7 separate regions of the Mus musculus genome follow, and regions 1, 2, 3, 4, 5 and 7 are each linked to region 6. Evidence: chromatin contacts called from public Hi-C, HiChIP or PLAC-seq, Micro-C and promoter capture Hi-C data. All regions are on one chromosome and are shown on one strand. Each heading gives the region's core, a stretch centred on a gene start, on an enhancer-like site or on the middle of the called end of the contact. The rest is flanking DNA. Distances are from core to core; before and after follow the strand shown. Region 1 has its middle 19 kb from the start of AU020206. Region 2 has its middle 44 kb from the start of Klhl25. Region 3 overlaps Akap13 (A kinase (PRKA) anchor protein 13). Region 4 holds the start of AU020206 (expressed sequence AU020206). Region 5 overlaps Klhl25 (kelch-like 25). Region 6 holds the start of Akap13 (A kinase (PRKA) anchor protein 13). Region 7 overlaps Sv2b (synaptic vesicle glycoprotein 2 b).

Evidence for each region. Promoter capture Hi-C pulls out the DNA fragments that hold promoters and counts their contacts. Hi-C and Micro-C count contacts between places; a contact is called where the count stands out from the background. HiChIP or PLAC-seq counts read pairs in DNA pulled down with a chosen protein or histone mark.
Region 1: a contact with region 6 is called in an H3K4me3 HiChIP or PLAC-seq map of pro-B cells, with 2.2 times the contacts expected there. The contact joins the enhancer-like site here to the promoter of Akap13 in region 6. A contact is called at or near these places in 2 of 39 promoter capture datasets (both in the C10 cell line), 2 of 484 Hi-C or Micro-C datasets (CD4 T cells and effector CD8 T cells) and 3 of 115 datasets of contacts at active chromatin or transcription factors (memory CD8 T cells, pancreatic cancer cells and pro-B cells).
Region 2: a contact with region 6 is called in an H3K4me3 HiChIP or PLAC-seq map of bone marrow-derived macrophages, with 4 times the contacts expected there. The contact joins the enhancer-like site here to the promoter of Akap13 in region 6. A contact is called at or near these places in 3 of 39 promoter capture datasets (the C10 cell line and pre-B cells) and 2 of 115 datasets of contacts at active chromatin or transcription factors (bone marrow-derived macrophages and large pre-B cells).
Region 3: a contact with region 6 is called in a Micro-C map of embryonic stem cells, with 2.3 times the contacts expected there. The contact joins the enhancer-like site here to the promoter of Akap13 in region 6. A contact is called at or near these places in 4 of 39 promoter capture datasets (the C10 cell line, the HPC-7 cell line, liver and 1 more), 2 of 484 Hi-C or Micro-C datasets (both in embryonic stem cells) and 3 of 115 datasets of contacts at active chromatin or transcription factors (bone marrow-derived macrophages, memory CD8 T cells and pro-B cells).
Region 4: a contact with region 6 is called in a Hi-C map of LSK cells, with 4 times the contacts expected there. The contact joins the promoter of AU020206 here to the promoter of Akap13 in region 6. A contact is called at or near these places in 6 of 39 promoter capture datasets (the C10 cell line, hematopoietic stem and progenitor cells, liver and 2 more), 5 of 484 Hi-C or Micro-C datasets (B cells, CD4 T cells, CD8 T cells and 2 more), 2 of 115 datasets of contacts at active chromatin or transcription factors (memory CD8 T cells and pancreatic cancer cells) and 1 of 9 other capture datasets (adipose tissue).
Region 5: an H3K4me3 HiChIP or PLAC-seq map of pro-B cells shows a contact between it and region 6, with 3 times the contacts expected there. The contact joins the enhancer-like site here to the promoter of Akap13 in region 6. A contact is called at or near these places in 5 of 39 promoter capture datasets (the C10 cell line, embryonic stem cells, neutrophils and 1 more), 1 of 484 Hi-C or Micro-C datasets (palatal mesenchyme), 3 of 115 datasets of contacts at active chromatin or transcription factors (embryonic stem cells, large pre-B cells and pro-B cells) and 1 of 9 other capture datasets (adipose tissue).
Region 7: a promoter capture Hi-C map of pre-B cells shows a contact between it and region 6, with 4 times the contacts expected there. The contact joins the enhancer-like site here to the promoter of Akap13 in region 6. A contact is called at or near these places in 10 of 39 promoter capture datasets (the 3T3-L1 cell line, the C10 cell line, cranial neural crest and 5 more), 6 of 484 Hi-C or Micro-C datasets (B cells, LSK cells, cerebellar granule neurons and 3 more), 6 of 115 datasets of contacts at active chromatin or transcription factors (bone marrow-derived macrophages, craniofacial prominence, embryonic forebrain and 3 more) and 2 of 9 other capture datasets (adipose tissue and embryonic stem cells).

The regions. Positions count from the first base shown.
Region 1 is chr7:75,798,902-75,802,831 of GRCm38.p6, reverse strand. No RefSeq gene overlaps it. Among named protein-coding and RNA genes, the nearest start is that of AU020206, 19 kb to the right of the region's middle. Within about 2 kb of position 1,556, at least 47 of the 459 cell types and tissues checked have an H3K27ac peak or open chromatin away from gene starts, as enhancers often do. A contact at or near this core is called in memory CD8 T cells and pro-B cells, where this site is marked.
Region 2 is chr7:75,890,998-75,894,475 of GRCm38.p6, reverse strand. No RefSeq gene overlaps it. Among named protein-coding and RNA genes, the nearest start is that of Klhl25, 44 kb to the right of the region's middle. Within about 2 kb of position 1,510, at least 80 of the 459 cell types and tissues checked have an H3K27ac peak or open chromatin away from gene starts, as enhancers often do. A contact at or near this core is called in bone marrow-derived macrophages, where this site is marked.
Region 3 is chr7:75,753,106-75,756,671 of GRCm38.p6, reverse strand. It overlaps Akap13 (A kinase (PRKA) anchor protein 13), which reads right to left. Exons shown (of 37, transcript NM_029332.1): 37 at 2,063-3,566. Among named protein-coding and RNA genes, the nearest start is that of AU020206, 27 kb to the left of the region's middle. Within about 2 kb of position 1,456, at least 40 of the 459 cell types and tissues checked have an H3K27ac peak or open chromatin away from gene starts, as enhancers often do. A contact at or near this core is called in embryonic stem cells and liver, where this site is marked.
Region 4 is chr7:75,780,061-75,783,474 of GRCm38.p6, reverse strand. AU020206 (expressed sequence AU020206) reads left to right here and starts at 1,355. Exons shown (of 3, transcript NR_165329.1): 1 at 1,355-1,423; 2 at 2,719-2,850. RefSeq lists a cis regulatory region at 992-1,734.
Region 5 is chr7:75,870,627-75,874,177 of GRCm38.p6, reverse strand. It overlaps Klhl25 (kelch-like 25), which reads right to left. Exons shown (of 3, transcript NM_001122780.1): 3 at 48-1,480. Among named protein-coding and RNA genes, the nearest start is that of Klhl25, 24 kb to the right of the region's middle. Within about 2 kb of position 1,732, at least 49 of the 459 cell types and tissues checked have an H3K27ac peak or open chromatin away from gene starts, as enhancers often do.
Region 6 is chr7:75,453,213-75,457,187 of GRCm38.p6, reverse strand. Akap13 (A kinase (PRKA) anchor protein 13) reads right to left here and starts at 1,654. Exons shown (of 37, transcript NM_029332.1): 1 at 1,440-1,654.
Region 7 is chr7:75,133,570-75,137,303 of GRCm38.p6, reverse strand. It overlaps Sv2b (synaptic vesicle glycoprotein 2 b), which reads left to right. Exons shown (of 13, transcript NM_153579.4): 9 at 842-1,006. Among named protein-coding and RNA genes, the nearest start is that of 4930533N22Rik, 110 kb to the right of the region's middle. Within about 2 kb of position 1,788, at least 13 of the 459 cell types and tissues checked have an H3K27ac peak or open chromatin away from gene starts, as enhancers often do. A contact at or near this core is called in cerebellar granule neurons and pre-B cells, where this site is marked.

The DNA.
Region 1 (3,930 bases), core at 307-2,806, 350 kb before region 6:
TCAGACACACCAGAAGAGGGCATCGGATCCCACTACAGACGCTGTGAGCCACCATGTGGTTGCTGGGAATTGAACTCAGGACCTCTGAAAGAGTACTCAGTGCTCCTAACTTCTGAGACATCTCTCCAGCCCAAATAAATAATTTTTTAAAGGTTCTTATGGCCGGGCAGTGGTGGCGCACACCTTTAATCCCAGCACTTGGGAGGCGGAGGCAGAGGCAGGCAGATTTCTGAGTTCGAGGCCAGCCTGGTCTACAGAGTGAGTTCCAGGACAGCCAGGGCTACACAGAGAAACCAAAAAAAAAAAAAAAAAAAAAAAAAAAATTCTTATGATCTCTTTCTTTATCCCAGGAAACCCCTCCCTCCCCCCTGCTGCCGGGTGGGCTACACCTCTTTGGAGAAATATTAGTCTTAGTTAATCTCCCCTCAGATAATGTTTGCTTTTTGTTGTTGATGGTGGTTGGTGGTGGTTTGATTTTTGAGACAGAGTTTCTCTGTGTAGCCCTGGGAACTCATTCTGTAGACCAGGCTGGCCTCGAACTCAAGAATTCTGCCTCTGGAGTACTGGGATTAGTGGTGTGTGCCACTAATACCAGGCTTGCTTATTTTTGAGACAGTAGCCAGGCTAGCCTCATAGCCAGTTGACCTTTGTCAAAGACAACCCCCCCATCCTACCTCCCCCCACCCAGGAAAGCCTCAAGGCTAAGGCTGAAAAGACCCAGGTGCGAGGTGCGGGCCCTAGGTCAAAAAGCTTGCAGAGTCTGACTTGGTGACTCATTCTTCATACATGTTTAAGAGTAGCAAAACCTTGGGAAGGGGTTTCCACGAACCACAACCAGGCAAAGCTACCTAGAAAGAAATGCCCTAGCAAGGTGGTAAAGTACTTGTGACATTTACAGTAAGCAGGAGTTCTATAGGCCCATAAACAAAGCTTAAGGCTGGGACCTAGAGGGAGCATCTGTGATTAGCATAAGAATAGATTCTCTGCCTGGTCAAAAAGTGAGGTCCAGGACAGCCAGGACTATACAGAAAAAAACCTGTCTCGAAAAACCAAAAAAAAAAAAAAGAATAGATTCTATTTGGAAGTAGGATGCAAGTATGTGGGGCCTTTTCAAAGGGATGAAGTTTATTCCCTGAGAGACAAAGCCCAAGATTAGGGCCTAAACAACCTTCAGGAAGGATTCCTGTGGAGGCTGGCTCCTCCTTGGATCACTAGGTTGGACCACCATCACCTGCATTCCAGGCGCCATTGATTTCCTTCGGTTGACTGACAACTCTGTTCTCTCCAAAGCTTTCTGTAAGACTTGAGTTCCTGGCCCTTCTGAGGGCAGCAGTTAGAAGCTTTGAGCACTGGACCCACTTTAAGGATTTTGCTTTTGTTTTCAGGGTTGGGGACAGAAACTAGGGTCTCACACAGGCTAGGGAAGTGCTCAGCCCCTAGACTACACCCCTAACACTTTGTTTTTAACAGTGGGATTGAGGCAATACTCTGGGGGGAGAACAGCAGGCCTCAAGGGAAAGTCTTCATCAGGCCTATGATCTAACTGTGGACTATGATCTTCAGACCAACTGCTAAGAAGTGAGGAAGTACTTCCTATGGGCGGAGCTGGGGCTAGAAAGCTCTGGGCTTCAGAAGACTCAAATTCAGTAGGATTCCTTTCTGCATCCAAGAGAGTATTGTCAGCACCAGGCTGTGAGGCAGAACTGGAGAAACATTTGATGACATAGATGATGTTGTCTGTCACATGCTTGTCTCTAATGATCCTTCCCTGCAGTCCGTAGCTTTGTGAGTGGACGATTTCACAATGACACTGGATGGAGTCTCGGAGCACAGAATGGTTTCTTGTCAGTCTCTGAGTCTGACACCAGACTTCGGGTCCTGGACTCAGGCAGGATTCTCTAAAGGGGTCCATAATGTGCTGGACCCCATCCCTCAGTCTTCCTCCCACTTCTAAGCATTTATCCCAAGGAACCAATCAGTTCCTGATTAAGGTGCACTGTGTAGAGGAGCTGACCTGTTTACACTAATGAAAAATGAGAAACAGCCACGAGTTTGACAGCAGATGACTTCATACATCATAGGACAGGTGATTGCATCCATAACAAATAGGTATGACTCAAGGTGAGCCTCAGCTGCGGGGAAACCCCCAAATGAGACTCGTGAATAGAGTTTGATGGAAGAGGTTTATTGTTTCAGTGCTCTGGGGTCATCTTGCACTCAGAGGAGAGGCGACCTCTTCTCTTTCTTTCACAAGGTTTTTGTACAATTTTTGAGGGCAGATTACAGCAACAGCAACTAAACACAAAATGATTGGTGGTTCTGGTGCCCTTTACATTAATTGGCAGGGCAGAGAGGGGGACTCAGGGACCTTCCCTAAGGTCTGGTGGGAAGTTCCAAGTTGGGGCTCTCTCGTGGCCAAGGAGATGCATTTGTCTATGTTGTGCAAGGAAGAATTCTGACATAGGTTGAGACAAAACACAGACAACTGGTTGCTGATTCATTTCACCGGACTCTTGGCCTTTAGTGATGTTTGGACCATGATAACATGCCACCAGTTGCAGAGAACTGACAGCAATGCAAGCCATTCTTAGACTAAAGGGAGTTTTGTCCAGAGGAGGATCGATCCATGCATGCCCCCTCCTTCCAAAGGCTGGTGCACTTTTCTGTTCATTCACAAATCACCCCCCTTCCCAGCTGAGGTGGGGGAGGTTGGGGGTGGAGTGGACTCAGGGCTGCCTCCTGAATGCTTGGGAAGCTCTCTCCTACTGAGCTGCCCCTTTGATCTCTTTCTACCCCGACCCACGGGACCTAGTTATTCCTGGGATCAAGGGTGACCAAGCCTGAAAAAGAAATGGGCGAGAAAGGAGCCAGACCAAGCAAAGGGTTGTCAAGGTCTGTTTAATGGAGGCTAGTAGCCTGATTATAAGCACACAGTGAGAGAAAATAGGGAGCGGCTGAGGGGGAATGATCAAAACACAGAGAGAGGGACCAACATCTAGGGCGGATGCTGATTGCAGGCTTCAAACATCTTGCAGCTTATCTTGGAATGCTGGCTCTATCTAAACAGTCCCAAGGCCCCAAGTCAAGACAAGAAGGAGGGAGTAACACTGTTCCCATCAAAGGGTCAGTCAGATCTTCAGGGTGAGAGTTGTTGAAGGTCTGGTTAACCACAGTTTGGTCTCTCACATCTTTCTTTGAATATTTCTGACTTCTTGGTGCTAGTTGTGACTTCCTAATGTTCTCCCATACATTCACTTTACATCACAGGGCTTCAGGAGCCTGGGACTCTATTGTTTGGAGACTTGTGGAGTTATTGGCCTCCTCTCGAAAGCTACCCTTAGAGCACTGAAAGATGCTTGGGATTCCTATGGAAGGATGAAAAGTTAGTGTGAGGAAAAGTGGCTCTGGTCTGGAGGTGTACACCTGTAATCTCAATAGCCAGGAGGGTGAGCCAGGAGAATCACAGCTTTGAGGCCAGCAGGGACTACACAATGAGACAATACTCCAAACAAAACAAAACAAAACATATACACCCCCAAGTCGCAAACACTCCAAAACAAACAGGGCAACACAGGCATTTTCAACCATGTAAACACAACTATCTCTTGTGTTTATCTCAGGGTGGGCTCTTGGGTAAATTTATTTATTTTTTTGTTGTTGTATTTTTTGGTTTTTTTTTTTTTTTTTTTTTTTTTTTTGAGACAGGGTTTCTCTATGTAGCCCTGGCTGTCCTGGAACTCACTTTGCAGACCAGGCTGGCCTCGAACTCAGAAATCCGCCTGCCTCTGCCTCCCAAGTGCTGGGATTAAAGGTGTGTACCACCATGCCCGGCTTGGGTAAATTTAATTACCTTAATTCTCATCTCGTTCTTCTGTTTAATGAGTATTACCAGTGAATAAAATTATTTGAAACAACTAAAACAAACAAACA
Region 2 (3,478 bases), core at 261-2,760, 440 kb before region 6:
CCAGCCAAGGTACATTGAAGTTATCTGACACAAAACAAAAAATGCATACAAAAAGACTAGCAGGAACCAGGCAATGTTTACAATTGAGATAAGATCAGCCCTATCTAAAGTCAGCTATTGACAGGAGCCAGGTGAGGATTTCACACCCTAGTTATGATTTATGCTGTTCCTCTGAGCCTTGTAAAAGCTTGCACCAGGCGGTTCTGCTCTTGCTAACCTTTTCATGAATAATGCAATACTGTAGTTCCTCCTTAAACCACAACCCTCCTTCTTCCTAGGCCATTGTAAATTCTTGCATATGGGAGTAACTTGGCTGCTCTTTTAAGTGTCTGTAGGGACTCTCCGTTTGTCAGAAGAACTCACCAACTTTCTTCTAACATGTAATGTAGTCTACCATACCTGGCTGTAATGAGGATTCTAAGTTTACTATTTTGAACTAGCCCTGAGATTGCTAGCTCCTATCCAGCAAACTGTGAGATGCCTGATTACTGTCAACACTGGGGAATTTCGTCTGAATGAGTAACATTTTTACGAAATTCCAAGCCCGGGGTCGGTTCCAGGAGACAAAGCTTCTGTGAAACTCTTTGCCTCAGGACTGTGTCCAAGCTTTTGGGCCTGCCACGCAGTCTTCCCTGGACTGGGTGTGACAATGCAACAAGGGTGCTCTGACCTCCCCTTCTTTTTAAAACCAAGAGTTAACGCTGCACGTAGGGAGGTGCACGTACCCACCTCCCTTTACCAGAAGCACAGGACAGGAAGCTGAGGCTGAATGGGTTCTGTACAAGCTGGCTGACCTTGCTGAGGCAGTCCCCATCTTCCTTTAGCCTCTGTATACGGTCCACTTACATTCCCATAATTCCTTTCACTGTTCAGCCAAGAGAAAAGAATTTATGCTTTGCTACTTTGTGGAGGGGTGTGTTCGTTTCCCTGTGAGGGCTCCTGTGTTACATCAAATGTATGGATGCTTTCCTCACTCAATCTGTCTTATTGTGATTTAATTCCTTATTGACTTAAGTTACCTAAGAAGGTGGAGTTCCAATTTTTCTGCCCTGACAATATCACCTCCCTTCTTTGGCCATGAGCACAGTGGGGCTGGGATGGAGTTTGACTCCATGTGAGTAATATCTGACGTGGAGGGAGCACACCACTCATGCTAATGCACAAAAGATAGAAGGAAGGAAGAAATGAGCCACCCGTTGAGTTCTAGCTGAGTTTCCCTGAAGAGAGCAGAGGAGACACCTACTCGGCCTCACAGTTCACCCAGAAAGACACAAATGGTGTCCTGTGGGCACCCTTGGGTCACTAGCAATGACTACCTCAGGCTAGGTAGTATGCCTTCCCTTCCCCACCCTCTCCAGATTGTGTGACAAAAATATCAGATGAAAGCAACTTCAAGGAAGAACATTTCATCTGGGTTCACAGTTCTGAAAGACTCTGTCCATTGTGGCAGGGAAGGTAGGACCACAGAAGTGTGAGTCAGTTGGTCCCATCTGTCACAAGGAAGTTAACAGCACACAGGAAGTTGGTCCGTGCTAAAACCGTCAAAGCCTCCCCTCTGAGGTCACACACTGCCCACATCTGTGTGGCTTCCTCTGCTGCTCCCTCCTCAGGAGGCCAAATGCAGAAGAGGAGCAATATACCCAGGGCTTATCACTGTATCCACACCATCTCATCAGGGGAGACAAAAAACCCTGACGTGGGAAACTCTGCCTCCCAAAGTTTTCATCCTCAGAGGGTTCTTCTGAGTGTCCCAGAACCTGCAGTGCACCCAGGGGCCAAATCAGAGCTGGGTCAAGAGTCTGAGGCCATTTTGGTGAGCTTGCTTCATGATACCTGAACCCATGATTCCTAGGAATGAGTTTCTAGATGTGGGATAAGAAGAGCTGTTGACACCTGTTGACCCTAATGACACAGCAAGCGCTGGCTGCAGCCTCCACAGTTGAATAGAGATAAGGAAGAGAAGCATTCGTCTATAAAACTGACCCAAATCTGGGGCTCAGAAAAGTTGAACAATTTATTCAAGGTCACACTGCCAAAGAGGATCCATCAAAAAGCCTAGTAAGGCTTAGACTATCCCATTCAAACTTATCTGGATTATTAAGTTATAAACCCCTTGAGATTGTATGTGAAAAACTGTGTTAACAATCTAACCATCTTCAGACTGTCACTGAATTAACCAGCCAGGACACTTCCCTTTATTAAGACCCACAAGAGCCCTGGAGCGATGGCTTGGCTTTAAGAACATGCACTGCTCCTCCAGAGGATCAAATTTGGTTCCCAGCACTCACACGGGACAGCTCCTGATCTCCTGGAACTCAAGGTGTCTGACACCTCTGACCTCTGAGGGTACCTGAATTCACCTGCACATAACTACACACAAAATCAAAGTTTAAAATAACTAAAAATGTACATGAAAATAGTAACATGAGTCTTTAAAAGCCAAGCAGAAGTGGCACATGCTTTTAAATCTAGCATTTAGGAGGCAGAGGCAAATGGGTCTCTGTGGGTTCAAGGGCAGCCTAGGCTATAGAGCAAGTTCTAGTACAGCCAGAGCTACATAGAGAGATCTTTTCTTGGAAACAAACAGACAAACAAACCCACAATAAAGTAATTTTTAAAAAAAAAAAGGCAAATAGCCTAATTTTAGTGGACAAAAGGCTCCAAGAAGGAATATTTTCAAAAATGATGTACAAATGGCCAGTAGGCACATCAACAGTGCTGTCGACACTGGTGCTAAGTGTTAAACTGATCGGTGTTGTTACTACCTGAGGCAAAACTATAAGGAGGTGTGACTTCCTATCCGCTAAACCACAAAAACATTCAGACTGTTTGTAGCCTGTAACTCTAACATTCAGGAAGCTGGGACAGGGGGATTATCACAAGTTCATCACCATCATCATAAGCCTTGTCTACATGGTAAGGTCCAGGCCATTCAAGCCTACGTGGTAAGATCTTGTCTCAAAAGTAATAATAAGGCTGAGTGTGATGGTGAACACCTATAATCCCAGAATTCAAGAGACAGGGACAGGCAGATCGCTATCTGTTTGAGTCAGCCTGGTCTCCATAGTGAGTTCCAGGACAAGCAAGGCTACATAGAGAAATCCTGTCTCAAAACAAACTAACAAAAACATGTAATAATATCTCTTAAATCGGCTAAGAGTGAGTCTTGGTAAAGATGTAGCAAGCCCTATACCCTGGTGGGAGATCGCAATGGAACCGCTGTTCTAGGAAACATTTAAAAGCTAAAATAATGACTCAGTGAGGGGTCTAGCACTTCCGTGCCTAAGTATGTGCCCGAGGAAGTGAAAACAGACATCCACGCAAAACTTCACACACGCATCTTCCTCAGCAACACAGCATCAATATGGGGAGACAGTGTCCACCCCCTTGGTATTTAGTTTCTCATCCATCAGTGAATGACAGTACACAGTGGGTCATGTCTATGCAATGTAACATTAGCCAGCAATGTCAAGGAACA
Region 3 (3,566 bases), core at 207-2,706, 300 kb before region 6:
CAACAAAAAAAAAAACCCCACAATTGTTTCTATTGCTATGACTTAAAAAAAAAAAAAAAAAAAAAAAAAAAAAAAGGGCCATAGGCTGGAGAGAGATGGCTCAGCAGTTAAGAGTACTGACTGCTCTTCTAAAGGTCCTGAGTTCAATTCCCAGCAACCACATGGTGGCTCACAACCATCTGTAATGGGATCTAGTGCCCTCTTCTGGTGTCTGAAGAGAGCAAAGTGTACTCACATATAAAATAAATACGTCTTAAACAAACAAACAAACAAACAAAAAAACCAAAGACCAAAGCAAGTTGGCTAACACTTTTAATGTAGTCAGGACAGGAACTCATACAGGGTAGGAACTACCACAGCTTGAGGTGGTCCAGGCCCCACTTCATTCAGAGGCTGGGCAGGGTGGGCAGTTCAGGATGGCTCATAGGAGACAAAGGAGCGAAATGAGGTCTAGCTCTCTGCTGGCAGTCTCAAGAAGCTCCCGCATCCCTGCTGGGTAAATCTTTCCAGGAAAAAGTTGCAAAGTCCAAGCTTCTAGAAGCTTGGTGGAGTAATTACCATATGAAAGCGGGTAGGGTGTGGGGACTGTCACTTGGATACCCTGGGAACTGGGATGGCAGAGGGGAGCTATGGGCAGTACTTGGCTCAGTTCCTCTAGGCTGGAGCATTCACCACTCCCAGGCTCTTCCCTGTCTGCATTTTCCACTTCTGACGCCTAACGAACACCACCGTAGGATGGCAGAACTGTTGGGACTGAGAGGCGGGTGCTGGACCAGTGGGATCTTAGGTCCACAGCTTGTTGCTATGCTCAGTTTTGTTGTTGCTGGACCATTGGGATCTTAGGTTCACAGCTTGTTGCTATGCTCAGTTTTGTTGTTGCTGTCAAGGAAATCATAAGACCAGGAATAGCAACCTGCCTGTCTCATGTGCAAGCTCTTTCTTCCCTGGTTGTGTAGTCCCTGTGGTTTCCTGATGCTCCTTCCCCACTGTGGGTTTAGGCCTCTGTCTGGCTGTGTGAAGCAGTCACTCCGGCTTTCTAGGCAGAGCCTCCCAGAAGGAAGGTCCCTAATAGAAAAGATACAACTGGCTACCCTTGCCATGGGCAGTCCCTTGGGATGGAGACCTTCAAACAGCAATGGCCACTTTCACACATCAGGTTTGTGCTATGGTGGAGGCCCTATGCACAATGATTTCCCTTCGGGACCAGCAGGAGGGTACCATCCTACAGAAGGGCCATCCAGGGTTCTTGGAGCCTTGTGCTTTGTGCCTCCCAACCCCACCCCCACCCCTTGGCCCCGATTTGACTCCCAGCCCTTTCTCTGGCTCAAAACCAGCTACAGTGGAGGTGAATGCCTCCACAGGAACCATTGTTCCTTCAGGCTGAGAGTCTGCAATCAGACCCACTGGGGTGAGACAGATGAGCCAAGCTGGATGCTCAGTGGGGGAGTAAGACAGCCAGGGGTAGAAGATGTTGAAAAGGGGTCAGTATTCCAGGGACTTGCAGGGGAATGGCTATTGCTAAGGTTACAAATGCCTCTGCTAAAAAATGTATGCACTTCCAAGTTCATGGGCAGACTGGGACCTTGGAGAGCCTGGCAGGCTGGTTGTTGGAATGAAGGCGGCAGTTAGGATCCCAGGGAGCTTTGCCCATGGCTTCTGTGCCACTAGATGGTATAATTCCTCAAAGTCCAGAGAACATTAGCTCATCTGCCTGGGGACAGCAGCCCAAGCAGTGCGTGTGGACCAGCCAGTCTGACCTGGTGTGTCTTTGCAGTGTTCCACGTGCATGGGACTTGGTTCCTGAGGTTGAGTTAACCAAGATGGAACATGTAGTCAGCAGAGCAGCTTGAACCTGACTGTGCTGACTTCATGGACGCTTGGTTTGGACTCTGACTTAGGGTGGATGGGTCAGTGACCCTGGAGGTTTGGGGCGGATCTCCTGGTTTTGCCTGCTGTGGGAGGCCACTCCTCCTTACACCCTACTCCCAACAGCACAGAAACAGATGGCTTGCCAGGGTAGGGAGGTGAATACTCCCTTACCACAAATACATCACGGCAGAGGTCAAGATCTCAAAGACATTTATTATTTTTGAAAGGTCTGAGGGGGACTTTACAAGAGTTTGAAGCCAGTAACTACAATGGATGATAAATAAAATACAAAGCCAGTATGTTGTGGCAAATTTCCAGAAAACACACTGAAAAATCTTTACAGTTCAAAACTGCTTAATTTTATACATAATTACAAATTACTATACAGCACTTGGGTTTAACCCGACTTTTTATTTAATAGGGCTTAGTACAGAAATGTTCATACAGCATTTGGAGACGACTTAACAAGAACAGAGGTATAGATAGGTGTATCCTGCCCACCTTCTGTAGAGCCCAGGCCTCAGGAAGAAACCTGAGACAAGCCAATCCCAGCAGGTGTCAACCAAGGCAGGGCAGCTGAGGCTAGCAGGGTTCTAAGGCATAGGTTCTGTGCTTGCTGCAGAGGCCCTCTGGGGTCTGAGGCAGTAGCGCCTGCCTGGTTTCTCCGCAGGGCACACTTGCAGTAGTGGGGCAAACCCACTTTACACCTTAGTTGAGATGGAGAAGTAACTCAGGACCTGTTGATCATTTGACAAAGTAAGTCTTGTGAGTGCAGGAAAAGGCTTCTGCCACCCCTCCCCGCTTATGGCAGCATTAGAATACTTTGCATTTCTCCACCTGGCCAGCAGGCAGCAAACTTAACTAGGAATGTTATGCTACAAGAAAGAAAACAAGGAGCTGGTCTCTGCAGGGGTGTGTGTGTGTGTGTGTGTGTGTGTCGCTGCTTCTCTTACAGGCACCCATACACAGGTATCCAGACAAGGACGCCCACACTCCGTGACTGTCTTCTGGGTACGTATCAAAGGCAACTTAAGAGCCTTGGCAAGAACAGTGGGTGAGGTGACAAGAGCCTCGGGGATAGGAGGAGACATTACAAACTTGCATGGAGAGGACTGTAGGCAAGCTCTGGCCTACGGGCCCAGGTTGTGTCCTTTACTAAGCCTGTGTGTACTGATGTTACCCTGAATGGTTCATCACATCTGTGCTTGCTGTTGCTATGAGGGAGGCTGGGAAGAACCAGTGTGGCAGTGGGCGGGGCTAGCAATGGGCGGCGCTAGCGTGACCCTCAGAAGACTCAGTTCGTACCTTTTGAAACAGAAAAAAAAAAAAAAAATCAATCGTGGTGAGGGCTTCTTCCCTGCAGGTGACTTCCGTGAGAGTGGGGAGGTGGGGGCATGCTGGCATGTCTTTATTTTAACCCTCTCCATCTTCTAAGAAAACAGTTAACAGATTTGATTGTCTCCAAGATGAAGCCAGCTCATGAGAGGTCATTTAAAGTGCACATGTCACCCAGATGGGACGACAACTACCGAGATGATTATAATTTTTGAGAGAAGATACAATCTTCCAGAAAGTTGTTCACTAGATTCCACACGGCTGGGGTCAATTTGTACCTGTCCCCCAAAGCACTGATTTCTTTAGCTTGATAGAAAATCCTGATTTCTCAGTATGGGGAGCAGGACAGGACACAAGCCTGG
Region 4 (3,414 bases), core at 106-2,605, 330 kb before region 6:
GCTGGCCCTGAACTCAAATCTGCCTCCCTCTGCCTCCCAAGTGCTGGGATTAAAGGTGTGTGCCACCACTGCCCGGCAGTATCTGGTCTCTTTTTTTTTTGTTTCTGGTCTCTCTTAATAATACATTTCTGAGTCACACAGAAGGAAAGGGGCATGAATACATTTCTGAGTCACACAGAAGGAAAGGGGCATGAGGAGAAACAGAACACATCTGACCCTTGGCTTATCTTCAGTGATGGTCAAACCTCAGTGGATAGGTGGCTGACTTAAGATGTGGATACTCACAGTGTGGAGAGTCCTTGATGCAGCTTCAAGGATATTGGCAAGAATATTTACTTTTGGCTTGGAGGACAAGGGAGGAGGCTCAGATAAGAATAATGTACTGTGTTCCTTGTGTCTTGGTCATCCTGTTTATTGCCTTGTTTGACTACATTGTCTTTAATCTAAGAACTGACCTTAGATGACATAAAAGCAAGCTGGAGAAAAATAAACCCACATCAGCCCTGGTTGGGGTCGTGTTATAATGTTGTTTAATTGTCTTTTCTTTCTTTAACCTCCCTCCCTCCTTTGAGACCCCGATGACTGAGCTGGCTTCATGCAGAAGGAAAGGGGCGTGGGGAGAAGCAGAACACATCTACCCTTGGCTTATTTTCAATAATGATCAAGCCCCAGCAAATGTGAATGTGTGGCTGACTTAAGATGTAGATACTCACACCATGCTTCATCTTTACAAGGTCACTGCTGCAGGCCATGGGACTCCTGGAATGCAGTTTGTTGCCTTGAGTAAACCAAGATTTGGTTTTGGTTTTGGTTTTGGTTTTGGCTTTTGTTTTTTTTCCGAGACAGGGTTTCTCTGTGTAGCCCTGGCTGTCCTGGAACTCACTTTGTAGACCAGGCTGGCCTCGAACTCAGAAATCTGCCTGCCTCTGCCTCCCGAGTGCTGGGATTAAAGGTGTGCGCCACTACTAAACCAGGGTTTTACTGGGTGGGGGTGGGGGCGGATTAAAACATTTGCGTTGCAATCTAACTAGGTGTGGGAGGCAAAAATATATGAATCCTTTGTTCTTTTTTCTGAGTTCGAGGCCAGCCTGGTCTATAAAGTGAGTTCCAGGACAGCCAGGGCTATACAGAGAAACCCTGTCTCGAAAACAAACAAACAAAAAAAGAATCAGGTGGCACTAACTTTTCTTTCCCCTCCCGGCCCCTCGCTGGACCAGAGGCTGGGGCAGCCCACCCCTTCCTCCAAATGCAGCTGTAGTATGGGTTCGTCGGGCCATCCGTCACAAATCTACGGCCTCTGATTGGCTTTTGTGCTTAGGAACCATAAAATGGGGCGGGAATTGGGGAGAAATTGGCTTTTTGGCGGCAGCACTGCGTCAGCGGCGGCGGCGGCGGCAGGGACTTGCAGTGCGTGAGCTGCATGGTGAGTACCGGGTTGAGTCCTGGCCGACCGTGTTCGCAGTGCCCGTTATCCGGACGGCCTCCTTGCGGCAGGAGCGCCCGGAAGCGTGTGGAACCGTGGGTCCGGTTTACTGGGTCGGGGAGTTTGGGTCGAGATAGCAGCCGGACTCCATTTAAGACCAGGAGTCATTTTGAGATTCTGCCTCAGTTAGGTTAAAGTTTTTTGGGGTGGGGTGGGGGCTAGAGGGTTTCGAGACAGGGTTTCTCTGTGTAGCCCTGGCTGTCCTGGAACTTACTTTGTAGACCAGGCAGGACTCGAACTCAGAAATCCACCTGCCACTGCCTCCCACGTGCTGGGATTAAAGGCGTGCACCACCACTGCCCGGCTAGGTAAAAGTTTTTTGTTTTGTTTTGTTTGTTTTTTGAGACAGGGTTTCTCTGTGTAGCCCTGGCTGTCCTGGAACTCACTTTGTAGACCCGACTGGGGTAAAAGTTTTAATATTCTGTTTCTTGGAGTTAGGCTGTGCCCGACAGATGTTTTGTACCTTGTGCTCCAGGAAGAGTTCTATAACTGCCTTGTGCTCTCTGTAAACCCGCCTGCTTGCAAAATACCTCTCTCTCCCATTGGTTTTGTCCTATAAGAGAAGTATGGGAAATTTAGGGGGAGACAGCTGTGCACAGACTTGGCTGTGCACGGAATAAGGTGTTCTTTATCCTCATTCGGTGGGATTAATAAATTAATTAATTTTGGAGGCTCCAGTGATATAAGAAGCTGTTAGGGTCCATAAACTGTATAAACATAGATTTCAGTCAGGGATAGTTTATCGAACGCACATCCTAAGATTGATCAATCAGAGATGTAGCTCAGACTCTACAGCTGGAAGCTACAACCCTGAATGTTTTCTAGGGTCAGTTTATAGAGGTTAAAACCCCACAGGGAGCTTTTATAAGCAGGTACTGGGCGGGCTGCAGGTGGTCTGCCTTTCCCAAGTTGTTACTAGTTTAGGCATAACAGTTGAAGCTGGTTTCTATTTTGGTTGGTCCCAAGTGAAGGCTGTGGTTGGGGAATTTCTAAGAACCTCAGAACAGAACAGGATATATGGCCAACTTGATCTCTCTCTGAGCCAAACTGTTGTCAGCAGTATGAGGTGGCTGACAAGCATGAGGCAGGAGGGTTACAGCTAAATTGGGGGGGGGGGGCGGGGGACGGAGGGGGGGGTGGGGGGGCGGGGGGGGAGGGGCTAAGCTAGGGCGGAGGGTAGCTTTAACAAATCCCTACCCAAATTCAGAACCTGGACCCTTCCCTTCAAACCTCAGGTACCAGAGCACCACTGCCCAGGGTGTGCACCTTGAGACGTTCCAAGGCCCCTGCAGGCTTGATTTCAGTTCGGAGGTCCACAGCTGCAGGAAAAGAAACCCAGCAAGCACCTGGATGAGGAGCCTTCATTGGTAAGTCATTGCTTTCCTTACGTAACATCTGGTCCTCTTCTACTAGGATCCCATCTGGATACAGTGTCTTAGGAGATAGATGAACTCCTGTCCAGGGCACTAGGGAGAGGTCACACTGCCTTCTTGGTCCTGTGTGTCCTGTTCTGTTTTGTTTGCCTTTTCTGTTTTTTGTTTTGTTTTGTTTTGTTTTTTGTTTTTGTCCTGAGTCTTCTGAGGTTTGGGTTTGGGGTGACTGGAAGACAAAATGGGTAACAAGACTAGTAAACCCTACATACAGAACTCCCCACTGCTTCACTCCTGTCAGTGCCCATCTCAATCCAAACCCCGATCTCAGCCCTCACCTCAGCCCTCACCTCAGTCCTCACCTCAGCCCTCATCTAAATCCAAACTCCGATCTCAGCCCTCATCTAAATCCAGACCCCGATCTCAGCCCTCATCTAAATCCAAACCCCGATCTCAGCCCTCACCTCAGCCCTCACCTCAGCCCTCATCTAAATCCAAACCCCGATCTCAGCCCTCATCTAAATCCAGACCCCCCAAATCCTCACCTCCACCCCCACCCCA
Region 5 (3,551 bases), core at 483-2,982, 420 kb before region 6:
ATCAAGAACTCAACATAGCCATGGCAGAATCAGAACCCAAAGGAGATCAAGAATGTCCGCACTTTTATTAAGTTAGAAACTAATAAAAGCAACACCCATGCTCAGGCAAGCACCATGGCTAGGTCCTCTGTGCTGTGCAGACCGATTAGTGCAGATGGCATAGTCCACAGGCCAGGAGCCAGTAATTCTCCAGCAAGACTGTCCCTGAGGTGGAATGGGAAGCCAGCTGGACCTCAGATGAGGGCCAGTGTGTGACTAAGTCACCTACGCCAGCAGTAGTAGGCTGAGCTGTGAGGACCTTGAAGGCTGACCAAACTGGTCTGTACTGCAACTCCACTTCCGTCCAGATCAGAACCCACTCTGGATGCTCCGTCCTGATGCAGTAATGGGAAGCCACCAACGATGGAACACTCCCCATCCTGTGCCGGAAACCAAGAGCACTAGACAAACAAGGGATGAGCCTGGTATCCACACTGGCATAAGAAGAAAGTGTCTCCGAAAACCTAATGCCGGGGAGACACTGGGGAGGAATCCTTGAGAAACACATTTGGGAAGTTTCTTCGGATCCTTCTTTCTGAGCTCAAGGAAGAAAATCAGACAGGATTCAGGCTGCCAGCTGGTGCCAAGGAGGATAGCAGGCATGATGGGAGCCTTGGTCCTAGATCCACAATGACAGCAATACAACCTCTGTGCAAACTGCAGTGACCGTGGGAGTCCCTCTGCCATTCGACTCATGACTGCCCTCTTATGGAGCAGGCAGGACACAGGACTAAGGCAGGTGGGTGTCCAGAAAAGAGGCCCAGTACTACTGGCAGGTATATCATGCTGCTCTTCTGTGCCTCTAAGGAGGGCAAGCATCAGACCCCTACCAGCGCTGGGGGACCTAGAGTCCTGCTGGGGGACTCTTAGCAGTGTCTGGCTGGTCACAGGCATCTGCCCTATGTCCATGGAAGCTTCCCAGAAGTCGCCTCTTAGGAGGGGGAGCTAGTGCTTGACAGAGGGCACACAGGCCATCTCCCCTTGACCTTAGGGGTCTGGTACCATCTGTTGATGAAGCCTTGTGGGTACCATCTGAGGCCGGGTTGCCCTGGGGGTTCTGTCCCTTATAAAATATGTCTTCAGTTAGACTATGCTCCCTGATGTCCAGGAGACTATGGAGAAACATTCCCACCTCCCACAGGCAGCCCTACAGTCAAAGGCTGTGCTGCTGGGCCAAGGGACCCCTGCTCTTCCCTGGTAGCCATTGCCAGGCCTGGGTGACAATCAGCCTCAAGGCTCTGCACAAATGTCGTTGGTTGCTGGTGCCAGCCCGTGCCTCTGGACGCTTCTCTCCACACGAGCCGCTGCCAGCTTTGGACACCAGAGCACAGGTGACGCTGGAGAACTTCATTTCTCTGCCTAGAGTTAAGGACAGCTTGAGCTGCTGCCGCCTGGGGCTGGAGCTGTCAGCTTCTGGCCCAGGCAGGAGGAACCACGCAGTCTGTGGGATAAAGCAGAGGGAGACGATGAAAGCCCACACTGTCCTCACAGCCTGGCCAGACTCAATAGCCCCCAGGGCTGGGACTCAGGCTGTGACACAGCTACCCGTGTAGCCCTCCACAGTTCAGGACCTAGAGCTCCCATTTGTCACCCAGCAGACTGTGCTCCCTCTGTCTGTGACTCTAAGGAGCCTCTTTATACAGGAGACCCAGGAGCAAATGCAGCTAGGCTTCATGTGCCCTTGAGAAACTGCAGACTTACGCAATCACGTGGTGATTGCACCGGAAAGTGCTGAAGGCAATGGGCGACTTCTAACACTGAAACAGGAGCCAGGACCTTTATTTTTATTTAGGTGTGGAGTATGGGAAGAATTGATGAGAAGATGGGAGAACAGAGGAACATAATGACCCTGTGAGGAAATGCAATGCTTTCAGAATGTAAACAAATGTGGACCAGTGAGATGAAAAAGGCTCAGGAGGGGGCTGGATAGGTGGCTCAGCAGTTGAGAGCACTGACTGATCTTCTGTAGGTCCTGAGTTCAAATCACAGCAACCACATGGTGGCTCCCAACCTGTAAGGAGACCTAATACCCTCTTCTGGTGTGTCTGAAGACAGCTACAGTGTACTTATATATAATAAATAAATCTTTTTTTAAAAGGAAGAAAGAAAAAGGCTCAGGAGATAGGCAGAGTCTGTGGGCTAGGAGGGAGACAGGTATGATGAAGGGCAGGTGACAGGCTGTGGACAACAAGAGGCATGCTCTTTTGTGACCTGGACAAAAATCCACCACAGCCTCTAGATGCCAGGCCATGGGGCAGGGTTCTGCGGTGTAGTGGTTAATGAGGAGAGACTGTCCTTTTGGCCATGAACTCACACCCCCTGCTGCATCCTCAATCACTTAGAGGATCAACAGTTGCCGTGGAAATGATGGTGGAAATCTACCTGCCCGGAGAAGGATTCAGGAACCAGTCCCCACTTCCTCCCCACACACATAGCGCCCCCCCCCCCAGCCCGCTGAAGGCTTCGTGGAGAATGTTCAGGAAGCAAGAAGCAAACAGTGATTTATTTACTGGTGATCACTAATACTGCTGAACCCAGGCCACCCTAGCCTAGTCCTCGGCTGCCCTAAGGAGGTTGTGGCTTAGCATTTGAGTCTAGAAAGTGATAGTGGCAAAGCTAACATCTCCTGAACTCACCAAGTTCAGACAGCCTGCAGGGCTGGCAGGGGCTAGACAGGAGTGCAGGTCTAGACACACCTCCCCCACAAGGTGGCTCTGAGACAGAAAGGAATGCCTGTGACAGGAAAAGAAACACTGCTCCCATCTGACTGGCTAGAGGTGCTCCTGGGCTCATGGGCTCACAGGCTCCGTAACTGAGCTGTGTCTTCACGCAGGCACCGCAGGAAGCAAAACCTATGTAACCTGTCCACTGGTGTGCAGTAGTGAAACCCCCAATACCAGGGAACTTCCTTAGTTCTGTGTTTACAAAACATTACAGCAAAACTATATGCTAGTGCTGAGGCTCTGTGGAAGCTTTCCATCACTGAGCTGTGCCCCCAGCACTGCTACAGTTCCGAGAGGCAGGCTGGTACTGATCCACAGGGGGTCTGTCATGCCCAGGTCCTCAATGTCCTAGACACTGGCAGGGTCCTGAGGTCCCTAACAGTCCTAAAACACTCGAAGATTCTGAACCCCCGTGGCACAGACTGCAGGCCCACCTGATCCCACCTCAATGGCACTACAAAGAAATAAACAGAGCAAGGACTGGGAGGGAGTGGGGGCTGGGGGGAGGGAATGTGTGTGTCCCACGGCAACTGTTGATGCACCAAGTGATTGAGGATGCAAGCGGGGGATGTGAGTTCGTGGCCAAAAGGACAGTCCCTCTTCATGTGTGTGTTCCACCAGCTTTGCAAGACAGGCCTAGCTGGCAGGAGAGTGCCACGGAAGGAAAATGCGCATACCAGGACCCACCCAGCACTCCATATGCTTACAAGTGTAATGGTTGGTGGGAGCCGTGCTGCCTGGCTCCTGTGAGGGCTCCAGGTGAACGACTCCACGTCAAGGTCTTAGTCT
Region 6 (3,975 bases), core at 405-2,904:
GATTTTGCAGTATTTGTTTATATTATGTAACTAACCAATAACTCCCAACTTCTGTCCACCTCCTTTGCTCACCACACCCACCCCAGAAAGGAAAATTAAGCACAAAGACTGTGAGTCCTGAATCCCTGTGCCTTCAGAATATTTTTCCTTGGTTTCATCAGGTAAACGAAGCTGGGTTTCATACAAAGAAAAGCCAAAAACAAAACAGAAAACCCCACACACCACTTGTCCATGTTATTCACATAGAAAAAAAAAGCAAAATGCCATGAGCAGTAGCCTTCAAAGAAAAATTTAAGTTTAACAAATGTCAAAGAAATACAACTAAAATTAACATGAAGTGACGGGGGGAGGGGGGTGGGGGGGAGGCATTGTGTTTCAGTATGAATGATAGGGTTCTCTCTTGGGAGCTAAAACTGAATTACCATTACAGCGCAAGTCTAGTCAACGAAATGCAGCGGAATGATTCCCAAGAGATGATGGTGTACAAAGTGACACACTGGTTTATCTCAGAGTCATCTCGACTGATAGGAACTTCTTTACAGACAATGAATGCACGTTCAAGAACTGGAGCGCTCCTCCTGACCCGGGCAATCCAAAAGTTTGGGGGGTGGGGGTTTAAATGAGTAAGTGACTTCGGGAAATCATGAGGGTAGTAACAAAAAACAGACAGACAGACAGACAGACAAAAAGGCACATCACTTTGTAAATCTGCTCAACGCAATGAACTCTCAAAATAACTTCATTATGAAGGGGAAAAGCAAAGACTGAAACACTCAGAGATTGCTCAATCCATTTTCATTGTGAACTCCTGAGTTCACAGTAGAGTCTAGACACTTAGAGTTAGCCAATATTTTCAGCCGAAAGACAGACACTTTCTTAGCGAGAAATAAACTGAGGGTGCGTCTCGCACCCCAGTTAAGTGTCAGCGAGCCTATTTACGAAAAGCAGTGATTCGCTAGTTCTCAAAGTGCTTGCACTAGAGCTCGAGGGGCAGAGGAGTCGAATGCGCCACCGTTCCCGGGGCGCCCACCGCGCCCCCCTCCCCATCTCGGGAGAAAGCCCCCAAAGGTGGCCGGGGCGCGCAGTGTTTACCCGGCTTGACTGCCCCGGGGAGCTGCTCGTTCCCGGAGCCGCACTCTCTGTTCGAGCGGCGCGCCCCACCGAGCAGCCGTCCCTCAGAGGAGAGCCGCAGCCGGCGCCACAGAAGCGGGCAGCAGAGGAACGTGGGTCCGAGGAGGCCGGGATCGGCGGCCGCGCTATCCACCCCTGGCTGCCGATGCTAAGAAGGGTCCGCCACCCGCGTCGCGCCCGCGCGTCCCCGCGTCCCGCAGCTCGCGCGCGCGGCCGAGAGCAGCCGAGGGGGAGGGGCGGCTGCGCGCGCGCCCCCTCCTCAGACGCCCAAACTTCCCTCAACTCCCTCAACTAAGTTGCGCTCTCACCGTGCGGCTCCCCGGGCTCCCCCGCGGGCCGAGCCGGAGCAGCTCCGCGCCTTGGCCGCGGAGAAGGACAATAGGCGGCCGCTCCCTCGGCGGCGGCGGTGACGGCTGGAGCAAGGAGCAAGCACGGCGGTCTCAACCGAGCCCAAGAGCTTAGCAGCAGCAGCTCCGGCTCTGCGACCGCCCTGCACACAGACCTGCCCACCCGCGCATGCGCCGCCTGCGGCCCGGGGTGGGCGGTGCAACGAGCCAAGCCTAAAAGTTTCTATTGGACAATTAGACTACCCATCATGTTCTGTGAGCCCAATAGGAAGGCTTCTTGGCAGTTGGCTCTGGTTGCTAAGGAACGATGAGGTTGACCGCCACTGCTGCCAGGCGGCAAAGTGATCAAAGTCGGGTGGCTGGCAGCAGCTGCTGGGGAAATGCCCACCCACCTTCTCCTATCCGCCCCATCACCGGAAGCCACCCTTCCTCTGTGCGCCTGGTGCTTACCTAAGTCGGAGCACTTACCACACGTTGACGCTAAGACTCAATAGAGTCTTCTTAAGAGTCCAAGGTGGAGCGGCACAAAGTACTCAAGTATGTTGGATGGGTGAAGATTGTCACAGTGACTTTGAGCTATTCGATCACCACAAAATCATTGCCTTTGAGTTGCTATGGACTTCAGAAACCATCTAGTTGCTTCGGAGAAACCAAGTATGGACATGTTCCAATGGTGACCCAAGATACTACATTAATTGGTACAAAAAGAAACTTCTTTTTGATAGTTACATATTGTAATGTGTTATTAAGGGAAAACATGCCTATAATGCCAAACTATTTTGACATGTTATTTTTTCGGTCAATAGAAAGTTGGGGGGGGGGGGAGCCGGGGATTATGAATATTACGCAAGAAATGTGAGGTTTTCTGTGCAGTTTAATATTTATTGTGGTCGAAGTAAGAAAGGTAGTTTCCTAGGAGGAGAAGGGTATTGACTGGGAAGGAACAGAATGGAATCTCTGCGAGTACTGGCCTTGCATTTTTATTTAGGTGATCAAAACATATTAATATGAAAATATTATGTGGCTGTACCCCTAAGATAAATACCCCATTGGGGGACAGTTTCCTTTAAGTATTGGACTCCCTCTGGCCAACCATCTCCCAGTAGATGACCCAGCACCCACACAGCTATGGACAGTACAAGTTGAACACAGTGGATCATAAGTTTTTTTAAAGAGCAGAAGGAGAATAAGAAGTTGAGAGGGATGGGTTGGGAGAATGTGGCCAAAGTATATTATATGAATGAAGAAAATGTTCAAAGAATTATATGAAAAGATTAACTTCATATAATTTCAAAGTCAGTTTAAAAAAAATAGTAATACAAGATATGGACCTGCCAAAAACTGCAAGAATGGAAGTCACTGTCATTTGGGAAGTTTTAATCCAGACAAGGTCACTACCATCATGAAAATATTTAACAGAAAGTATTATCAGTGCCTGGTGATTGTACCAGGCATTTTCTGTTGTTAAATGTCACTTTCCCTTTTTAAAATTATTTTAATTGAAAAGATGCTTCATATAACATGTTTTGATCTTGTTTTCCCACTCTCCAGTTCCTCTCAGATCCTCCCCACCTCCCTACTCATCCAACTTCATGTTTTTTCTTTTCTTCTTCCTTCATAAAACAAAAGCAAAAAGTACGAAACACAAAAATGGAAATCAAACAATCAAATCCAGGATCAAGTCCAAAAAGAAAAAGAAAGCCAAAACACAGCACAATGAAACAAAAAGTCCACAAAAATACCACTGAGTCCATTTTGTGTTGGCCAATAACTGGAACATGAGGCCTGCCCTGAAGTGTGATTGATAAAACCAGTGAGAGTGCATTGGAGAAAACGGATTATCCCTTTGCCAGGGCATATTGATTGTATATATCTTCTTGCTTAGAGGCTGGGAGCCTATGACCCCTTCCTCCCTCTAGATGCTGGGACTCCTGGCTTGAACCTTTGCAAATCTTTTGTGTGCCAACACTGCATGAGTTCATATGCATATCAGTCCTATTGTGTCTGGTAGTCACTGTTTCTTGTAGTCATCCATCACCTCTGTCTCTTACAGTCTTTCTGCCTCCTCTTCCTCACTCCTTCCTGACCCTTGAGGGCAGGGGGTTGGTTAGAAGGTCCCGTCTAGGACTAATGCTCCAATGTCTGTCCCACTCTATATGTTGTGCACTTTTTGGTCTCTATGTTAATTCCCATCCACTACACGAAGCTTCTCTGATGTGGATTGAGCAAGGCCCTTATGAGTATAGCCATATGACACTAAGAATCGTTATATTGCTATGTTCCTTTAGCAGAAGAAGAATAATAGGTTTCCCCTAGACCCAGGACCTATCAAGTTTCAAGTTCTTAGCCACTTTAGTAGTCAATGTAGGTTTGGGTTTCATTTCATGGAATCACAAAGTGGTTGGTTACTCCCATAACATTGGTGCCACTATTCAACTAATATGTCATGTCGTCAGGTCATTGTTCTAAGTCACAAATTTTGTTGCTGGATAACATC
Region 7 (3,734 bases), core at 539-3,038, 320 kb after region 6:
AACATCTGAGGGTTTGGGGTATAATTTATATCACTCAAAAGGAGAGCTTTAAAAAATAATTTATATATCTCTATGTTTGTTTCATGTGTATATGTGGTATGTATATATATGTACCCCCCCCACACACACACACTCTCTCTCTTTCTTTGTGTGTTTGTGTGCACATGGGCAGATGTGCATGGAAGCCAGACATTGAAAGTTAGGTATCTTCCCAGATTGTTTCCACATTATTTACTGAGGCAGGGTGTCACTGAACCTGGATCTTGTTGATTTTGTCTAGTCTGGCTAGCCAGCTTGTCCTGGGGATTCCCTGTGCTTACCTCTCCAGGCCATCTTGTCTACCTATGATTTATGCTGGAGCTGGGGATCTGAAAATCACCCTCAACCTTGCACAGTGAGCACTTTATCCACTGACCTCTTTGCTCAGCCCCCTTCCTCTTTTCTGTCTTTCATCTACTCGGGTTGTCTAAGTGCTGCCGAGTCAGCAGTGCGGAGCATGCGGTCCTCACCCAGTGAGAATATCTTTACCGTGTCTCCTTTTACTACAGTTCTGGCTTTTGAGTTAAGATCTGTTTTCTATAGGTTAGAAAAGGGCCCACCAGTCCCTAATCTACTGGTAGGCTTTGTTGTTGTGAGCTTTTAATCAAGTGCATATCAGAATATCATTTTCTTCCGTCTTTTAGGTGTGCTAATGTGACGAATTTTGTTTTCCATTTGCTAATAATGAACCAGATTACTACATTAATTGTGGTCTACAGTAAGTCATGGATGCAGATTCCACTGCTGAAAGAATGAGCCAGTCCGGGGGGGCCTTTTAGATTCTCCTCCTTCTCTCTTGCAGTTACTACGGCCTGACGGTGTGGTTCCCCGACATGATCCGCTATTTCCAGGATGAAGAATATAAGTCTAAAATGAAGGTGTTTTTTGGTGAGCACGTGCATGGCGCCACGATCAACTTTACCATGGAAAACCAGATCCACCAACATGGGAAGCTTGTGAACGATAAGTAAGTGTGCAACCACGGGCTTCCCCTGGGCCTGAGTGGCAGTCAATGGGGTTCCCTTGGAAGAGAGCATTGGGATGCTGAGAGCTCGGTGTACTAAGGATGGACTCCAAGGATAGAGTGGCCCTCACAACCCATCCTTACTGCTAGAGATACTATAGTCCCCTGAGGGCTGACTCTGTACTGTACCCACCCCTGAGGTTCCCCCCTTGTGCCCTGACTATAAGATAACATGACATTTGGTAGAAGGTGACCAATGTGTCTGTCTTTTCTGAGAACTTGATCCTTTGATGAAAGGGTACTACAGAAAGCCACATTCCATCTGGTGCCACTGGGCTGAGCGTGTCCTCTTTTGAGCTTGAACTGTGCTTAGCAAGCTCCTAGGATGTGACTGTCATTGTGTGAGTGACCACGGGCTTTGCCATTGCACTGGGAAATAATGGATGCACAACTTTTAATGCTGAGGTCCCTGAAAACAAAAACAAAAACAAAAAAAAAATCTGTGGCCTGGTCGTTGAGCTTTCCCTTTGATTCTGGAAGCTTCTCTGTGCTATTATGAAACTCATTTTTGTTATTCTTCATATGATACTACCTCAGAAGGTAGACCAGTATGTTCTGTGGTCAGTGGGAGTCTTGTTCTTAGGGGAGAAGTCACTGGAGTTTTAGAAAGGTTCTGCTTATGTCTTTGTGAGGTTGCTCAGTTCATTTGACTCATCTCCCTCTGTACGGGACAAATGACGTGGAGAGTTTAGACTGCTGCATCTCCTCTATGAGGCTGCCCCCTGGAGGTGAAGTAGCAGACAAAGGCAGGACATATGATAGGCTCCAGGTCATATTTTTCTCCAGGATAGCATGGGCCCCTTGAAGTTGCCCTCTGAAATTGTACCTAGTAAGGTCACTGAGGTAAGTGGTGGGTGAGTGACCATAGAATTATGCGGAATTTCTGGAGGTGCTATGGCTTAGACACATCGCTCCCAGTGCCATTAACTCCCTATCCACCACATTATCACAAAATTGGCACTGTCACGGGGTCCCCTCTGAAGCTGATTGAATTCAAAACGTATCTGTCTTCATGGACAAATTTGAAAATTTACCATGCTTTTGTCTTTTGTGTTATGCTGCCACCTGGTGGTCAGAACATAACAATACCTCTTCTTTCCAAGCCCCAAGCTGTTGATCCTCCTAGGCATCCTTTTTGTCCTGTATTCCCCTCCACCCCCCCGCCCCGTCCCCCTGCCTCCCCGCCCCCCCCCCGCCCCATGACATCATGCACATGTTGCTTTAAAATGTAGACGAAAATGCTTTATTTTACTGAGTAAACACATGGCGAAAATGAAGGGCCTCAGACTCCCTCCGTGTACTGTAGGTCCCACTGAAAGCCAATCCTTATCCTTCCGAGAAACCTTGACCTCAAGAAGAAATCAAAGTGCACAGGCCACTTTTGGCCCCACGCCAAGAGATCAGCCACTGGTACATTTTATGGGACATAAGTGCTCTCTGCATTCCAACATAGTGTTTGCCTCAGAGTTTGTGAGATTTTCAAATTGCAAGAAAGGCAAAGGATTAAATTCATATTTTATAATTCTTAGCCAAAATGCCAGGTTAGGTTACCCTTACTAGTAATTAAGAGAAAGATTGGGCTCCCGTCTGCGTATGTATTAACTAAGTAGCTAACTAATTGATGGGACTGCTTCAAGGAGACAGCACCCGCTTGTGAGTGGGTTAGTGTGGGGAAGGATACCAGGGAGAGGTGCCTGATTCCTGTCTGTGAGAGTTCAGGAAGCCATGACCTGATTTCCATTTTTCTTTTTGGCAGAAGGGAAGTTGAAGCTGTACTCTGAACCCTTGGGGTTGGGTTTGCAGTGGGACTGCACCTCCATTCACAGAGGTGACTTGCCATTGAGGAATAGAAAGGCTTTTTATTAAAAAGTCATATGAAGTCAACAGGGCTTCCATTAAAGGTCAGCTGCGAGTAGCTCAGAGTGCAAACGAGGCTCGTGATTCACCATTAAATGAGGTTGGGAGCATGGCAGGAAGCAGAGGGGGAGGCAGAGTCAGGCAGTGAGCAAAGGTGGATCCCATGCACTGCGTGAAAGGTCACGATGCCACCAGGGTCCCTTTTTAGTAGCACATAAATAAGATGTGGGTTTTAACACTAATGGTGGCTAATTTCAATATAGTAAAGTCCCTTGCAAATGCCAACAGTAGGTGGTGAACATAGGCAATTGCCGCAATATACTGGGCTGTCCGTCTCACAACCTGCACTTGAAGGTTACCGTTCACATATGGAACACATATTAAACTATGTGGTAGAATTTCTCAGTACCACTTCTTGCTTTGTGTGGGTCACGTATACATTCTTCTTGACAGTCTTTCTGGGCACTTTGTAATTTTTGCTGGGCACTGAAAACAGGATCTCTTTCTCCCAATAAAAGGTTTATGATTGCAAATACATAAGAAACCTGTTGACTATCGGAGGCTTATTTTGTGCCTAATTGAGCTCCTAAGACTCTTCTTCATTATTGGTTCTGTAATCCTATCACCTTTGAAGAACTATTGCCTTCTTTTTATGGTGGAATATTCTGTACTTTGAGAGACTAGGGAATAATACAGACAACACTATTTGGGGTACTCAGCCTTATAAACCATAACGTCTAGGTCATTAGCTTAGGTTTTAAGTACTCATTTTGTGAACCGTGTTTCCTTCTTGTGAAGAGAAGTTACTTGGAGT